Regions from separate parts of the Mus musculus genome. Here region 2 is linked to region 1. The links are chromatin contacts, called in public promoter capture Hi-C maps. All regions are on one chromosome and are shown on one strand. Each heading gives the region's core, a stretch centred on a gene start, on an enhancer-like site or on the middle of the called end of the contact. The rest is flanking DNA. Distances are from core to core; before and after follow the strand shown.

Region 1 (2,645 bases), core at 100-2,599:
AACATATATAAAATTCTGTTCGATCAGACATGACCTTGGACCCTTGGTTGTGGGTGTCCAAATTAGCTGCTTGGTGCGCAGACTGGAAGAGGGGCCTCAGGAAGAGCTGGAGGTTTATTAAGGCTCTTGGGAGAAGACAAGAGTCTGAAAGATGACATCGTCATGGCTTCCAGGTCATTGAAGACCATGAGTTGAGAAAGCAACATCTAGAGACTAAGGGAAATGCTGAGTACTAAGAATATGACTTCCTACTAGGCTACTGTCAGTGGGAATTACAGGGAACGAAAGGGCACTGAGGCATCTGCCACAGTCTGCCAACTGTGCTGCCCTCTGTGAGTTGCCAGCTGCTTAAGACAATAAACAGACAATGGCTATCAGTGGATAAGATGAGTGAATTCCCACAGAATAGGAAAGATAGTTTACTTTGTCCTGAAACATAGGATAGCTCAAGTTTTCTAAATGATGTTTTTCATATTACATTTACAAATTATTATCTGACATTGTATCTTGAAGATAGTCAATGTGAGTTACGAAGCAATTAAACAATAGAGATTTATAATTTTCTATATTCATATGTCAGTTGCTATTTTTTCTCTAACGGGGGACCAGATTTGATTCACAACAGCTATATGGCAGCTCTCAAATATATGTATCTGTAATTCCAGGGAATCTGATATGCTTTTCTGACATCTGAGGACACGAGGTTCCTAAGTGTGCACAGACATACATGCAGACAAAATATCTATACAATTCAATTTTAAATTAAAATGAAAGATGTCAATTTAATGTACCAAGATACTAAATCTTTGCAGGAATACACATTATTTTCTCACTTTCCACTGTAGACTTTTTTTTTTTTATATAAATAGTCACTATCACTTTAAAAAGTGAGTGGGCAGGCACAACAACATATCAGACTAAAGAACATTTGATATAGTAGTCTTAGACTTCGGAGAGGGATAGGTTCTAAACCTAGGCTTTTTAGGTAAGTTTAGTGAAATCTCCGAGTTACTATCCTTTCCCCTGTTAATGGCGGTAACAGGAGGGATCACAGGGAGGACTAAATGAGATAATTCATAATTTTACTGTAAACGGGAGCCTGAAATAGAAAATGAGATAATTCATAATTTTACTGTAAACGGGAGCCTGAAATAGAAAGAACTTAATGCTACAATAACAACAGAACGTAGACCAACAACAAAATAACAATTTAGCATTAATTATAGATATAGTGGTGTCTCTGTTGAGCAAAAATGAGAGCTGGCTAAGGAACCAGATTAGTGTGCGGGAAAAACTACATTTCCCAGTAGGCTGTGGCCCAGGGGCTGTTTTCTCCTATTTCCGGGTATGTCACATGACTCTCAGGCTGCGCTATGGCGGAAGCAGAGGAGCAGGTAAACGCTGGCAGAACTAGTTCGGGGCAGCCGGGAGCTGGAGACCCGAGCGAGGGGTTCTGGGACGCGGAGTGCCAGGAACGTGGCAGCTCTGACCGGGCGAGTTGGGGTGGCCCTTCTCCGCGCGGATAGCGCCTTGCACACCCGCTCTGTCCGAGCCGGCCTTGCCTGGGCTCAGCCCTTCTGGTTTATGTTAAATGGGATTTTTTGAAAAAGGCAAGTTAAGAGTAGACTGCTATGCAAGGCTTTAAGGATTATTCCCGTTGCTGGCAAGACGTAGATGGAAACGTCCAGCTATAGCTGAGAAGTGGCATTGAGGTGCTGAGTACAAATTATTGCCTTTTTTTCATACAGACGTTCTGATATAGGGCGAAGGACAAAATTAAATGAAACTAACAAAATAGAAGACTCAGGCTAAAACTCGGAAGAGATTCCTTAAGTATATGTATATATGTGTATGTGTGTATATGCATATACATATATGTATACACACACACACATAGAAGCATATATATGTATGTATCATCTACCATATTTCCCCCTCATATATTAAATGCCCTGCTTGCCAGTTTCTGTGATGTTCCTTAAGACATGCATGGTGATGCTCTGTTTACTGTCCTAAGAGACATTTACTAGTGGACTTTTTACTGTTCACATCTGTGCTTTATTTTGAGTGTGCCAAAAGTTACGGAATTTGACAAGGAAAAATTTGGGTTTTGTCATTACGTTAACAAGAGCCTCTTTACTATCATTTGTGCAAACTGTCTTTTGCAGTGCAGGTCCGAGGCAAAAGAGTTTTCCTTCCCAGCAGACCTTGCTTAGTTTGACTACTGCAAGGTGGCTTTTCACATTGAGCATTTTCATTTCACGTTGAAATACAGTTGTGGTTTTGTAGTAAAACAAACATCCAAGTTAAGTTTTTAGATTAGACCCAGTGTGATAGAAATATGGAGTAGCCCTTGTATTCCCACTCATGCAGAAGAGGAATTTGCCAAGGCTGTCTGATGTTAAAATGTAGAAAATCAGGCAGATAACCTGATTCACAGTTGTGCAGTGCTTTCGAGCTTAAAAAGATCCTCACACATGGCATTTGGTCCTTCTAAAAGAATTCTGTGAGGTAAATATTTATTCTGATATGGAAGTCATATACAGCCTCCATGTCCTAAATCCTCTTGTCCCAAACTGTGGTAAAACAGTGCCCATATTGTAATCACCCTAAAGGGCCTTGAGTATCCACCCCTTCCTCGGTTC
Region 2 (2,645 bases), core at 38-2,537, 64 kb after region 1:
ATTTGCCTTATACTTCCTTATCTCTGTTTATCAATAAAGGAAATCAGGATAGAAACTCAAACAGGGAAGCAACCTGGAGGCAGGAGCTGACACAGAGGACGCGGAGGAGAGCTGCTTACTGGCTTGCTCCTTAGGGCCTGCTCAGGCTGCTTCCTTATACAACACAGGACCAGCAAACCAGGGGTATCTAACTCAGTGATTTCAGCCTTGATTTTGATTATGTCCTGTCTTCTACTCCTCTTTGGTATACTTGCTACTTTTTATTCTAGAGATTCAGGTGTACTTTTAAATTGCTGATATGAGAACTTTCTAATTTCTTTATGATGTTGCTTAGTGCTATGAACTTTCCTCTTAGCACTGCTTTCCTTGTGTCCCATAAATTTTGGTATGTTGTGCCTTCATTTTCATTGAATTCTACAAAGTCTTTAATTTCTTTCTTTATTTCTTCCCTGACCCAGAGATCTTTGAGTAGAGTGTTGGTCAATTTCTACCAGTGTCTATGTTTTCCAGTATTTCTGTTGTTTTTGAAGTCCAGTTTTAATTCATGGTGTTCTGATAGGATACATTGTGTTATTTCAATTTTTTTTTTTTTATATCTGTTGAGGCTTGCTTTGTGACCTAATACCTGGTCAGTTTTGGAGGAGGACCCATGAAGTACTGAGAGGAAAGTTTTAAGATGTCTATTGCTAGTAGATTGGAGGGGAGCATTGTCATACACTGTAAATATTATTTTTTCCCTGTAGTATTTTTAATGGATTAATGCAGTTTCTGCAAGGTATGTCCCAGTAAATTGGATTGATCTGCTCTTGAGATACTGTTGGATGTCTTAGCTTCTTGGTAGGGCTTGGGTCACACATAGAAACTGAAGATGCGTTTTTTTCTTATGTGAAATGGAGACACCTCTTCTTAGCTCACCACTTTCTTCAAAGAAAAAAAGCATATGCCCCATTTGGGGGACAATAAGTGTGATTCAGAGACTGTTTGGACAGGCTATGGCCCTTTTAGTAACAAGGATCCAGGGAGAGACTATATAAAACTTGGCATGCTATGGGATGAAAATATAGTTTTAATATGTAACTTGCGTAAAGTCCTCAAAATGGAGGCTTGGTACTTGTTGGTTGTATCCAGCACTTGGATTTAGTTTTGTAGGTGTAGAACAATACACTGTCCTCTGGAATTTTCTGCAATGGGAAGATAATATTTTCTCTGTGTCTTCCAATACAGTCATATATGTTTTTCAAAGCCTTGATATGTGTTACTATGCCTGAGAGAACAAATTTTATTTTACTTAATTTTCAGTGATATAATCTTGATGTTTTCATTATAACCCTATTCTTTTCAATGGCTGAGCCATTACTCTGGCCTACTAATATAATTTGTATAGTCATTTGTGGGCAGTGCATCATTCATCAGAGAAAGAAAAAGTTGTAGGCCACACTCACCCGTGGAGATATATTTTAAGCCAGTCATCACAGATGGTAGTTAATGGACAGTTTAGCTTATACTTGCCAAGAGTAAAGTCGATATAGAATTTTGTGTAATGGCAGATCAGAACAGAAGATGACAACTTGAGGAGTTGCTTATCCCCAGAATTATATGATGCTGACATTCAGAATTTGGCTCAGCTTGGTAGCCATGCTCTGCTCTGTGCTTTTCCAGGGCAGACTTCCTCTTTCTTTTCATTTGCCTTGCTAACTCTGCACTCACATGATACTGTAAGTCTGCTCTTACTTCTGCTATGGTTCTCTCCCATGGGCTTCAGTTTGTTCTCTTGGGAGATGGGTCCTGTCCTCAGTGACTGTTTTCTTGACTAATATGTCAGAACTCTTAGAGCTAGATGAGTTTTCTTAGACGACCTATCAAAATGTTATGTGGTGATGTAGGGATCCAGATGTGAAAGGTTTCTATAGCCAGAATACTGAGGAATTTGTCCCAGAAATCAGTCAGGATGTAGCCTTTGTACAGTATGCAGGTTTTGTTGTGCCCTGATCTTTCCTTAATGACTGTGAGACACTGTCCTGTTGAAGGTTCAGCATTCGGTTTTGTGAATTTCCCTTTATCATCAAGGAAGCAAATGGGATAATTTTAAATTGTACTGTGTGCTTTTGTTGTTAACTGCTGTGGACTCACTTTCCTTCTTATGGCTTGCTGCTATAGAGCTTTGTAGAAGGTACATGAAAGCTGTAGCTATTTAGGAATCAGAAAAAGATATTGTCTGATGCTGACAGTGGTCACTCAGCTTTGGCTTTATTAGAAAACTCCAGTATGAATATTTTAGTAAATAAACAACTGGCTATGTAGAAATTTGAAATGCACTTGTTATATTTAATTTTTAGAAAGTGTATCAAAAGTGAGATATTCTTAAATTTAAAGTTATTTAAAATTATGGATTACAAAATTAATTAACATAATATAAACTATCCTTAAAGAAATATTAATCATAAACTATAAATGAAATGTTGATCTGTTTAGTCACTAGGGAACAAACAGATTGGTGAAACAAACTAAAACAAGCAAAAATGGATTTATATGCTGACTTCCAGTTCTACTTTTTTATTATTGTTGTTCTTTTAATAGATGTTCACAGGGAAAGAAAATAAGGGTATAAAGGAAGTAAACCAGATGAAAAGATTCTGAGAAGTAAT

What was found. Promoter capture Hi-C pulls out the DNA fragments that hold promoters and counts their contacts.
Region 2: a contact with region 1 is called in a promoter capture Hi-C map of pre-B cells, with 2.6 times the contacts expected there. The contact joins the enhancer-like site here to the promoter of Vps41 in region 1. A contact is called at or near these places in 4 of 39 promoter capture datasets (liver, macrophages, pre-B cells and 1 more), 7 of 484 Hi-C or Micro-C datasets (adipose-derived mesenchymal stem cells, centrocytes, embryonic stem cells and 3 more), 1 of 115 datasets of contacts at active chromatin or transcription factors (embryonic stem cells) and 2 of 9 other capture datasets (adipose tissue and liver).

Annotation. Positions count from the first base shown.
Region 1 is chr13:18,715,943-18,718,587 of GRCm38.p6, forward strand. It overlaps Vps41 (VPS41 HOPS complex subunit), which reads left to right and starts at 1,350. Exons shown (of 29, transcript NM_172120.4): 1 at 1,350-1,394. The coding sequence starts at 1,374.
Region 2 is chr13:18,779,749-18,782,393 of GRCm38.p6, forward strand. All of the region lies in intron 4 of Vps41 (VPS41 HOPS complex subunit), which reads left to right. Among named protein-coding and RNA genes, the nearest start is that of Vps41, 64 kb to the left of the region's middle. Within about 2 kb of position 1,288, at least 27 of the 459 cell types and tissues checked have an H3K27ac peak or open chromatin away from gene starts, as enhancers often do. A contact at or near this core is called in centrocytes and pre-B cells, where this site is marked.